Regions from separate parts of the Mus musculus genome. Here regions 2, 3 and 4 are each linked to region 1. The links are chromatin contacts, called in public Hi-C, HiChIP or PLAC-seq and promoter capture Hi-C maps. All regions are on one chromosome and are shown on one strand. The core of a region is the stretch at or near the end of the contact, and the rest is flanking DNA. Distances in the headings are between cores, read along the strand shown.

Region 1 (2,700 bases), core at 38-2,537:
TACGAGCTACACCTCTGCAACGCTTGTGAGTTACAAAGGTGTTTGATATGATGGCAGAAACCTTTGCAGACCTCTGGGTTTAATGTTAATAGGTTGGCGTTACTTGTGAAGAGCTCAGGTTACCTGGGTTTTGGACATTCTGTTTCATGACCTATAAACCATCAGGGCGTGTTCTCTGGGAAAATGTCTCCTGCAGACACACTAAATGAGAAGGACACCAACAAACCATGGCCAGGGCTGAACGTAGAACGTTTCCTGCATGCCAAGCAACAGGAAACGAGTGCTTTCCTGGGCACTCCCGTCTCTTCCCAGGCTTTGCAAGCAGGGCAGAGACAGAAGGAAGAGCAGAGCAAGAATGCAGTGGTGATGCTGATGCTGATGCTGATGCTGATGCTGATGCTGATGCTGATGCTGATGCTGATAAAGCCCAAGTACCAGAAGAGGCACTCAGAGGAGGTCTCTCTCTAGGGGAACAGCTAGCAACAACACAGAAACGTCCTTGTCTTAAAGGCCTATGACTCCACATACTGATGGAGTAATTCCCGTGTTAACAGAGCAGAGTCTAGTTAGCTGAGCAGCCGGCGATTCTGGGTTGTAATAGAAAGCAGGGGACAGGAGGTGTCCAGAGAGCCACAGACCAGCATTTCTATAACAAAGGGTGCAAGATGCCATTCAGGGGGTGAGCTTGAAGATCTATTAAGTTACTTAGGCATTCATCCGCATATGGCCACCTCTGGACCACACCTTCCATGTGCTGACCCTGAGGAAACATGTCCCAGAAAAGCCTGCCTCAAGGATACTAGCCTCTTCTTCATCAGCTGATGCTTCAACTCCAACTGACAAGCGCTCATTGTTCCAGGAAAGCAAAGGTTTCATTTTTGTGGCTTTTAATTCACAATACCACAAGAATAATCACAGTTTAGCTGTGTCTGGGGAATGGCGGCCCCACTGTCTGGTGATGATATTACTTCGTAAACAATCATGTCTTCTGTTTCCTGTATTATCTTCCACTTTTACTAACCTTGGGCATGGGTGTTTGTCAGAGTTGCTTTCCTAAGTTCATTTAACGCTCTTCTGGGTGCCCGTCCTGGCTAGTTTTATGTCTGCTTGATACAAGCTGGAGTCATTTGGGAAGAAGGACTCTGAATTAAGAAAATGCCTCTGCAAGATTTGCCAATAGGCAAGTCTGTGGTGCATTTTCTTAGCCTTGGGGATTGATGGGAGGGCCCAGGCCAATGTGGGTGCTGTCATCCTTGGGCTGGTGGTTCTATAAGGAAGCAGGCTGAGCAAGCCACAAGGAACAGGCCAGTAGCCAGCATTCCTCTGTGGCCTCTGCATCAGCCCCCCACTCCCTTGGGCTCTGACTCAGCTTCCCTCAGGGATGGATTTGTATGCTGTAAGACGAACTAAACTATGCGTTGCTTTTGGTCACAGTGCTTCATCGTAGCAATGCAGTGGTAAACTTTTAACAATAGTTAAAAGTATTGTTCCTGTTCTCAAGATGGGCAACACAGTGTGGGGAGTCTAGCATGGTGGGAATGTATTCTGAGGGGCGCTCTCAGTGTCCAGCTCCAGCAGCTCCTGTCCAGCTCCGGGCCACAGAGCCCACTAGCCAGCATTTATCCTCTTCAAAGCTTCTAGCTTTCTCTCTCTCTCTCTCAACTTCCAAATAGCCTAACTTCCTATGGGTTGATTAATCTGGTCAAAGATTAGCCTGTTACTCATTATGGCCTCAGACATAGGCTAATAATAATAATAATAACTTTTTTCAAAATGTTATCTTATTGTTTATATTTATTATAGAGGTAGTTCATGATTATCAAAGAGATGATAATCAAGAAGGTTAAAATCTCCTTTAAATCTGTAACTCAGAAATAATGGCTACTGACATACTGGCCTAAACTAAAAGATGAAAAAATATTTTGAGATGGGTCTTGCTAGAATTTATGGCTCAGGCTGACCTTGAACTGGGGATCATCCTGCCTTGGCCTGCTGAGCGCTAGGATTGTAGCTGTGTGCCAGCACGTCTAGCAAAAATGATAATGATTATTACTAGTCCAGGCTGGCCACAAACTCATATTTGATCTACTTGCATTTTCTTGTGTCCACTCTTATGTGGGTTATGGATATATGCAACCACATAAGAAATAAATCCTAAATATGATGATTTTTTAAATAACTTGGGTCATGGTGTTCATGCAAACTTCTTTTTCTTGATACATTTCAGGAAGTACAGATATACATCATTCGTTTTCACTGCTGCATAGTAGTTCTTTATGTGAAGCATGAACTTCTTATATTTATTCATATATATTTATACCTTTTTATTAAAATATATGTACAGATAAAGACATTTTAATTTAGTACTCTCATTGGTAAGCAACTCTGGTTTTATGTCATATTTGTCTTCATCTTTGTCCATTTTGTCCTGGAACTGGAGAAGTAGGACTGTGTGCTTTAAATACATAGTTGTAAAACATCCTCAGAGACTTTGAACCAGTTCATAATCACAGCCTCGTATAGGAGGACCGGCTTCTGCGTCCCCCTGCCCTGGTAGAGTTGTTTTTATTATGTGTATTATATGTGTGTGTGTGTACATGTGTATATGCATAGGCATGTGTATGTGCACGCATGTATGTCGACCAGAGTTCAAGGAGTGATGTCTTCCTCAGTTGCCTTGCTCTTTGAGACAGTCTCTCA
Region 2 (2,700 bases), core at 99-2,598, 190 kb before region 1:
GTGCAAAGACAGGGAGCGTCAATAAAGATGTTGGAATCACTATGTTCCTTTTCTGTATTTGGCGCCTTATGGATTGGGAGTTACCGGGGGCGGGGGTGGGGTGGGAACAAACTAGAGCATTTTTTATGGCTGAAAGAATACTGTGTAAATTAACCCCAGTCGTTATGTAAAACATCCCATACCTGCCAGCTTCCAGGCTTTAGACATTTGGGGTTTGATTTTGGCTGGAAAACCACATCCAGATGTCCTTGAAGGTCAGGGTGTACCGTGGCCCTGCGGCTGAAGAGGGCCTCTGTTAGGGGAGGTGAGCTGGTTGCAGGCTAATGAGCCTGACTTCTTGTTGCTCCACTGCACAGCTCACTGGCAGAGATAGCACTACAAACTCTGGCTACAAACTCTGGTTCCTAAGCAACAAGCCCCCCCCCCATATAAAATGGGGGGCCGGCTGGAAACGGAGATCATTTGAGAAGACAAGCACATTTGGGTCTGGGAGGCCTGACACGACACTTTCCCAACAGCAGCACACAGCTCTAGGCACCCAGGTCTGTCAGCCAGCACCTGTAGGGAAAGGCAACTCCCCCAGGTCCCTAGTGGAAGGCGCAGACAGGGAAACCAGTTTCAATAGCCTTGCCTTGCTCCTAAACCAGTTGGCAGAAGAGTCTAATGTAGTCAAAATATACTAGGTTCCAAGGACTGTCTGCAAAGTTATTATGGGATATTTGGAAGGCGGGTCATGGACTGCCCGGTTTTCCACAGCTGGGGAGTTGGCTACCAAGGTCAGCGTGCCCTCTGCTGTCTGAGAAATGACGCATGGAAAACCCTGAGCAGCAGTACTTTTAGGAAAGCCCGGCTGGCTCACACGAATGTTTCTGTCCGTTTCCTTCCCTCTTCTTTGAAGACCATATTCAGTGCCAAAGTGGCCAAGTGTTCAGTGGCTGTAAGGCAGGGGCCCGACCGGAGATGTACGGCCACTGTGTTCCCCATTCCCAGACAGGTCTCTCGAGCATCCAACAGACCTTGATCATCCAGTGTGTGACTTCGTTACTGGCAGAGGTGCACTTAGCTAGCTCGCTCTATCCAACAAGCAAGGCGGAGTGAGCTGGGCCACAGCAGTAGGCATGTGCTCACTGGAAGACAAAACAGGATGCAAACTGGACTCCAGCCCACGCAGGAGATGGGTTTAAAATGGGAGCCCCAGTCTTTTTTTGGAGATGAAAAACAGGGACAGCTAGAGCGTGTCTGGAGGAGGGGAGTTTGGAGCAATGGCCCCTCCCTAAGTCACCACACCCCTTCTAGTCATGTGTCCATGAGTGAGTCAGAGGTATAAACAGAGTTTAAGTACTTACTCAGTACTTTTAATTGATGCTGGCCTCAAGTAGTCCTCCTAAGAGGACTAAGTGACTGGTACATACCACAGGGTCACCAGGTTCAGGGTACAACTTCTCTAATCAGGGAGCTTTGGTGACTTGAGAAAAAGGCAGTGCTTTTTAAGAACTGGAGCAATTTGCCCTTGATACGTACCACCACCAAACGGCACCATTAAAATGACTAAATACTATTAAATGGGATCTGCAAGGAGGAATGCCTGAGGTGTATTTTAAATCATTTCCAGATTAGCATATAGTCAGCATTCCCAGTGACGATTGGTCTTGTTTCCCACGTATCTGCTTCATGAAAGGAAGTGGATACCATAACTCCAGGCCTACAGTCTCAAGAGTGGCGGTGTCTGGCCCCCATCCACTTTGTAAACACAATCTGTGCTTCTCTTGTGCCATCTTACCATGGAAGGAGGTACACATGCAGGTACAGGGGTGAGGGCTGCCAAACTCTATCCTCTCATAGCACTTAAAACTGCCTAGAGGAATCAGATATTTTCTAGGACAAAAATATAGCCCCACTGCCAAGACTTGTGGTTCCTGTGCGATCCAGCAGACGTAGTATCTGCTGCCCAGTGACCTGAGGGAGGATGATGTCACATTAACTTTTGCCATCAATCATATGATGTGGGCTTGTGCTACAAAAAGTTCATGGGTACTCTGTTAATCTGATGGACTGTTACCTGCTGCTACCCAGGAAAGGCTTAATAAAGGTGAGGCATTAAAACTGAGCAGCATGGCCAGGAGACTCTGAAGGGCTGGTGTGGGAACTAGAGTGTAGGGAAATGATGGATGGACAAATCACTTCTTGACAGAATCTACAAGGCAGACATAGTTCCTGTGGGCGGAGCTTCTCTTCTGGAGCCAGGGTTTGCAAGGGAGCAACAGGAAGAGGTCGTCCCTCCTTTAGACAAGCAAGTCAGCAAAGCCAAAGTGATGTTTATGTATAACTGGTAATTGTAATTATCAATCTCTGGCACTGATACGGTCAAAGTCCCTGAAGGAAGGAGCCCAATGCAATCAGTTTATGTTAGTTTATTATTGTAACATTTTTTTGTGAACATCAAACACTGCACCAAAATATGAGCCATTCATCTGAAGACAACATCTTTACCATATTGAAGGTACTGCACTGATGTTTACAATGATTACGGACAACTTAAAGCTGCTTAGTGGCACTGCTCTCTAATAATCAAGTACTTCATCAGCTGAATGGAATCATTAGCAGGGAACTCTTTCCTCTGCCTTCAGGTCAAAAAAAGAATTTTTCACCTGGAAAGAGCAATTCCTGGGGTTTTAAATAAACCTTAGCATGCTCTCAAAC
Region 3 (2,700 bases), core at 193-2,692, 220 kb after region 1:
TGTACTCACGTTCATAAACTAAATAAATCTTAAAAAAAAAAAAAAAGGATAGCAAGTTTTACAGAGATTTAACAAATGTCAAGGAAACAGGATTTCTGAATGAAGTGTTTTACCGACACCAGTAGCCAGTGCCACCCTCGGGGCAGCTTGTGGGTGACTTCACATGGCTCAGACCTCATGGAAATTTACCTGGCTCTAGGAGGCTGTTGGAGGCAGACATTTAGCAAATTGTGCGCACATGCAGGCAGATAAGTACAACAAAGCCAGGCAGAGATTACAGAAGATAACCGTTACCCTAAGGAGAGGGACAAGCGTGAGACTCTGCTTCAGAGGAAAACCAGAAGGCTCCATTTCACTTTCTCTTTTGTGTGTGATGTGCGTGTGTGTGTGTGTGTGTGTGTGTGTGTGTGTGTGTGCCTGTGGGCCGTCCCACATGTATGGTATGTGTGTGATGTGTGTGTGTGTGTGCCTGTGGGCCGTCCCACATGTATGGTATGTGTGTGATGTGTGTGTGTGTGTGTGTGTGTGTGTGCCTGTGGGCCGTCCCACATGTATGGTATGTGTGTGATGTGTGTGTGTGTGTGTGTGTGTGTGTGCCTGTGGGCCGTCCCACATGTATGGTATGTGTGTGATGTGTGTGTGTGTGTGTGTGTGTGTGTGTGTGTGTGTGTGTGCGCGCCTGTGGGCCGTCCCACATATATGGTATGTGTGTGATGTGTGTGCACCTTTGTGGGCATCCCCACATATATAGTGTGTGATGTGTGTGCCTGTGAGGGCCTCCCTCCATGCCTGGCCATCAGAGGACAACTTGGGGAATCAGTTCTCTCTCTCTAATGGAACCTGGTCATTAAGCTTGGTAAGGAGAGCCTTTACTCACTGCGCCATCTCAGTGGCTCACTAGTATCTTTCAAATAAAATAAATCTTGAATATGTTCGTTTTGATAAGATCATTCACATTTTATCTAAAAAGGAAAACAAATTATTCAAATTTATATTGGGACAATATCTGTAAATAGATTTGAATATATATATATATATATATATATATCCTAAAGCTATAAATTCTCCCCATATAAATTTTAATGTGAAATTAGAAGTTGAAATTAAACAAAGCTAGTTGCCATTCTGGTTCTGTTTGTCTCTTGTTACCTAATAATATTTTATCCCTCATGAATTTCAGTTTGAAATGTATTTGAATGATTCTTCGAAAAGCTGATATGTGCCACAGTTTCCCTTTATCCACCTCTCTTAAGGTTTCAGCCACTCGTGGTCAAACAGGACTGAGACTATCAAATGGAAAATCCAAGAAATAAACCTCCTGCCTTAAATTCCATTCCGTTTTGAGCAGCGTGATGAAATCTCATGCAACCTTACTCCGTGACTCACCCCTTTGTTGTATACAGGGGACAGGCTGCCTGCCTTGGCAGTCACTTGGTAGCTATAGTAATTCCCGACTGGGCTGACTGGGCTGACGGGCACCCAGTGCTAGGGTTCGTAATGGGAGTGTAGTGAGCCATGATAGGAATTAGCACATGCCAGAGAGTTGTTCTGAAGCTTTTCCTGTAAGTGAAAGTTCTCAGCAAGGTTAGAAAAATTCCCATCCTGTGGTTGGTCAGGCCTAAGGGAAGATCAAATCTCCCTGTGAGATTGTGAGGAGACAGAAGTTGGGGCTAATCCTGGCCATTCAACTTCTAGCACCCAGTTAGGACAAAGGGCAGAGCTGATGCATTCAAACTTTGGAAAAAGCAGATGTGATAAGATTGAGTGACCTCAGGCATCCAATCGGGTGTGGGGATCCACACATCAAGAGAGACCACTTTCAAGAAGGTTGCTGATGCAAGATGGCTCGTTTACTGCTTTTGACCCACCTATAAGCTGAGAGCATATATTCTATAAAATCATGTTCTGAGCCCGATGGTGTCCCAGGCTGGTGGTGATGCTGTCATGCTGGGCAGCCACGGTGAGCCCATAGCTCTGACTTAGTCGCAAGACCATGAAGGTAAACAAGGCGTACCCTGGCATCACGGTATAGAGTTGATATGGTTTTAGATACATTCAACCCACGATAGCAGAGGTAACGGCCCTGTCTCAAAAAAAAAAAAAAAAGAAAGAAAAAGAAAAACCAAAACAAGATCCCAGGAATCCAGGAATGTAGCTCAGTTGGAGGGGCAAGGCCTGGGCTTCCATCCCCACTAAACACAAAACACCACCAAAGAGCGGGAAAAAAAAGATAGACCAGACTAAACTAGACAGGTGTATTAAATTCCTTTGAATCCATAATAGGTATAATGGCAAGTCAGGGGGTGTTACACGTAGTTGACATTTTTCTCCAAAGTTACATGCATGACATATCCAGAACATCATTTATTTAAAATTTTCTAATTAAAAGCTTTAATACCTTAAGCTCAATCCAATCATTTCGCAATTTATAGTAGAGATCAAGATGCCACAAATATATACATCTTTCTTCACATTTTTGTAAAGGCTTTATAAATTTCAAAATAACATTGCTGCAGAGTTTTTCTAACATTTTCTGTAAATCCTGGATAGCAGTGAAATGTCAGAATAGGAGTTGGGTGTGGTTCAATGACTCCAAGCGTTCTTAAAGTCCAAGGTTCATTTCCAAATACTACATGTGTAAACATAGAAACACAAAGTCAGATTGACTTAAAAGTAATAGTCTATCTATTGCACACCTTA
Region 4 (2,700 bases), core at 61-2,560, 250 kb before region 1:
AACTTTCCCTGTCCCTCCAACCCCCAGCCAACAGTGTCATGTTAGTTCACAGGTACAGCAGTGAGCCTAGGCTTGCCAACTAGGGCGGGTAGGAGCAGCAACTAATTTCAAAGGAATAGCTCTCTCTCTCTCTCCTCTAGAATACCCCTCCTTGGTGGTGCAGTGTGTAGCCTAGGCTAGCCTCTAAGGTGAGTCTCTTGCCCCAGCTTCCCAAGTAGAACACCCTACCCTCTGTGGCTGATTTTATCTGTGGAGTCACTTTGGTCAGGCTATAGAGAAATTGGCAAAGACCCCTGTAGCGTTTGAATAGGCAGAAAACATGACCAACAGGGGGAGCAAGAGAGGGAGGGAAGGATGGAGGAATGAAGGGTTGGAGGGAGGCAGGAAGGCACCAACAGAATCTGAACTATTTAGATGCAAAGACAAAAAAAAACTATTATAATAAATGGTCTTTTAAAAATGTTTGCCCGCACATACATACTGTGTGCGTGTGTGCAGGCCAGAGATTAATGTCTTGTATCCTCTTGTCAATTGCTCTCTCTGGCACTCCCCCCTTGAGCTAGGGTCTGTCAGTGAGCCTGCAGCCTCAGAGATTCTTCTGTCTCCACCTCCTTAGTACTGGGATTACAGGTTTGTGAAAGCCTGTCTAACTTTTTATGTGGGTGCCTGAGGATCTGAACTCATGTCTTCATGTTTGCGCAGCATTTTACCGACCGAAACATCCGCCTTTAATACTGATGGAAAGAGAAACGTCCGAGCAGGACATCTCCTCATAAACACTGGAGTAGCAAATGACAGTTTGCAGCTGCGGGGAGGCAACCCCACTATCCAGGAGCAGCCCGCGCATTTGGAAAGTTCAAGCCGTGTACTAGCTGCGCCTAGGAGAGCTCCTGCGTCTTCAACTTTCGCCCAAGACCTTAAAGATTGATGGGTAGACGGCGGTGGGGCCTCAGAGGAAGAAATCGACGCTGAGTCCCCCTTGAGTAGGTTCCCCCCGCCGGGGGGGGGGGGCAATAACTGATGGGTGGTCCTGGGCTTCTGGCCGGAGAGAGGCCCCGGGGGATCGAGGTGGGGACCGCCCGAAGCTTGCTGCACTTCCGGAGGGGCTGGGGTCGCGCTGTTTGGAAGGTGAGAGGCGGAGCTGCTGGCGTTTGGGAAGAGACCAAAGGAATGTGTAATTGAAAAGTCTGTAACCAAGACCCCGGTTCCTAACCCTTTGGCTCTTTCCCCGAACCCCCTGCCGAGAGGCGATGGGCCGAGAGATGGTGAAGGGAAGAGTCACGTTTCGGAGAGGGAAGTGAATTAAAGAGGGCGGCACCCGGGGGGACCTGTGCGTCATTGAGGGACCGCGGAGCGGCCAGTGCGGAGGCGTGGGGACGAAGAGCCAGAGGGGCCGCCGAGCGCCCGAGCCCGCTGCCGGTTCCCGCGGCCCCGCCGCCTGCAGCCTTGTGGGGCTCAAGATGTGTCAGGAGACCCCGCCCCGACCCCGAGCACCCAGTCGCTGGACGCCGGCCCTGCTGGCCCTGCTGGCCCTGGGCGGCGCGGGACTGTGCCACGCGAGCTCGCAGCCTGGGTACCACGCGAGGCCCAGTGCCAGGAACAAGTAAGAGTGTGTCCCTTATGCTCGCCCCCAGCCCTAGAGTCCCAGATCCTAGGCGGTCACTCCCGAATCCGCCTGCGGGCTCCAGAGCTGCCCCGGCAATGGCGACGGGCGGTAGCAGAGAGAGCCCCATAGGCTTTTGGGGTGTCGCCACCCCCGGGTGGCCATGTGCTCCCCACCAGGCGCCCCAAGCATCCTGAAGCGAACCCGGGCAATGGGGAGTGTTCGGCAGAACTACGGGATCTGCCACCGAGCCCGAACACGAACACATCCTGTTCTGCAGGTTTGGGACTCTTTGGTGTTCCAAAGACGCAAGAGACACCCTGGGGTGGCAGCTTTGGCAAGCTCCTGCCTTCAGCGCTGGTGACCGCCAACTTGTTGGGTCAATTCGTCTCCCCCTTCTCCCCATTGTTCTCCAAGTTTATCCAGCCCTTTTCTCTCTACCCCAGAAACTGGTGCGCCTACATCGTGAATAAGAACGTGAGCTGCACGGTACAGGAGGGAAGCGAGAGTTTTATTCAAGCTCAGTACAACTGTCCCTGGAACCAGATGCCCTGTCCATCCGCCCTGGTGTAAGTCGGGGAGCACGAGGGCCGAGTGGGTGGGTGAGGTGGAGCGCTGGACTTCAGTCCTTGTGGAAATCTCTTCCAGACCCTCTACAAAGTCTGATATCTGCACGGCTCACAGCTACTCTGGGCTATTTAATGGTGTGCTGTTCTGCGTGAACCTTGAAGATGCGCAAAATTTGGGAGTTTGAGATTCCCTAGGCCACAGGAGAGGATGAACAAAGGCCCCACCCCCATCTCTCTCTCTCTCTCTCTCTCTCTCTCTCTCCTCTCTCTCTCCCCCCTCCTCTTTCAATTTTATTACTAACATAAGGCAGCTGAACCTAATTAGATCCATATTGTATGTTCTGGGTCGCATAGAGATTCTAAAATGTTTTAAATGAAGGATTAGCCGAGAGGTTTGACCAGTTGGAGTTCTGAAGGAGGTGAGTTTTGTCCCAACTGTCCTCTTCAGCGTTATGATTTTCTAAACTAAACTCCTCAGGTTGCTTTAGAACGTTTGTCCCTTTTCTTCTCAAGTTGGGTTTGTGGATT

The links. Promoter capture Hi-C pulls out the DNA fragments that hold promoters and counts their contacts. A called contact is a pair of places that touch in the nucleus more often than the background predicts. HiChIP or PLAC-seq counts read pairs in DNA pulled down with a chosen protein or histone mark.
Region 2: a contact with region 1 is called in a promoter capture Hi-C map of trophoblast stem cells, with 3 times the contacts expected there. The contact joins two enhancer-like sites. A contact is called at or near these places in 19 of 39 promoter capture datasets (the 3T3-L1 cell line, 3T3-L1-derived adipocytes, the C10 cell line and 12 more), 2 of 15 datasets of contacts at CTCF or cohesin (the NIH/3T3 cell line and large pre-B cells), 63 of 484 Hi-C or Micro-C datasets (the 63-12 cell line, the AML12 cell line, B cells and 44 more), 7 of 115 datasets of contacts at active chromatin or transcription factors (the 230-238 cell line, the HPC-7 cell line, the NIH/3T3 cell line and 3 more) and 4 of 9 other capture datasets (adipose tissue, embryonic stem cells, liver and 1 more).
Region 3: a Hi-C map of adipose-derived mesenchymal stem cells shows a contact between it and region 1, with 1.7 times the contacts expected there. The contact joins two enhancer-like sites. A contact is called at or near these places in 1 of 39 promoter capture datasets (macrophages), 2 of 484 Hi-C or Micro-C datasets (adipose-derived mesenchymal stem cells and palatal mesenchyme), 1 of 115 datasets of contacts at active chromatin or transcription factors (embryonic stem cells) and 1 of 9 other capture datasets (liver).
Region 4: an H3K27ac HiChIP or PLAC-seq map of the NIH/3T3 cell line shows a contact between it and region 1, with 6 times the contacts expected there. The contact joins the promoter of Emilin2 here to the enhancer-like site in region 1. A contact is called at or near these places in 6 of 39 promoter capture datasets (embryonic stem cells, hippocampal neurons, liver and 1 more), 3 of 15 datasets of contacts at CTCF or cohesin (the NIH/3T3 cell line, large pre-B cells and pro-B cells), 13 of 484 Hi-C or Micro-C datasets (B cells, adipose-derived mesenchymal stem cells, bone marrow-derived macrophages and 7 more), 4 of 115 datasets of contacts at active chromatin or transcription factors (the NIH/3T3 cell line, bone marrow-derived macrophages, fetal liver and 1 more) and 3 of 9 other capture datasets (adipose tissue, embryonic stem cells and macrophages).

What each region holds. Positions count from the first base shown.
Region 1 is chr17:71,058,043-71,060,742 of GRCm38.p6, reverse strand. All of the region lies in intron 10 of Myom1 (myomesin 1), which reads right to left. Among named protein-coding and RNA genes, the nearest start is that of Myom1, 40 kb to the right of the region's middle. Within about 2 kb of position 1,287, at least 39 of the 459 cell types and tissues checked have an H3K27ac peak or open chromatin away from gene starts, as enhancers often do. A contact at or near this core is called in the C2C12 cell line, the C3H10T1/2 cell line, the NIH/3T3 cell line and 7 more, where this site is marked.
Region 2 is chr17:71,249,514-71,252,213 of GRCm38.p6, reverse strand. Lpin2 (lipin 2) reads right to left here. Exons shown (of 20, transcript NM_001357791.1): 20 at 2,396-2,700. Emilin2 (elastin microfibril interfacer 2) reads left to right here. Exons shown (of 8, transcript NM_145158.4): 8 at 1-42. Among named protein-coding and RNA genes, the nearest start is that of Emilin2, 60 kb to the left of the region's middle. Within about 2 kb of position 1,348, at least 104 of the 459 cell types and tissues checked have an H3K27ac peak or open chromatin away from gene starts, as enhancers often do. A contact at or near this core is called in the C2C12 cell line, the C3H10T1/2 cell line, the NIH/3T3 cell line and 7 more, where this site is marked.
Region 3 is chr17:70,835,728-70,838,427 of GRCm38.p6, reverse strand. Gm41610 (a long non-coding RNA gene) reads left to right here. Exons shown (of 3, transcript XR_876931.2): 3 at 1-40. Among named protein-coding and RNA genes, the nearest start is that of Gm41610, 4.2 kb to the left of the region's middle. Within about 2 kb of position 1,442, at least 128 of the 459 cell types and tissues checked have an H3K27ac peak or open chromatin away from gene starts, as enhancers often do. A contact at or near this core is called in adipose-derived mesenchymal stem cells, where this site is marked.
Region 4 is chr17:71,309,621-71,312,320 of GRCm38.p6, reverse strand. It overlaps Emilin2 (elastin microfibril interfacer 2), which reads left to right and starts at 1,310. Exons shown (of 8, transcript NM_145158.4): 1 at 1,310-1,603; 2 at 2,050-2,172. The coding sequence starts at 1,461.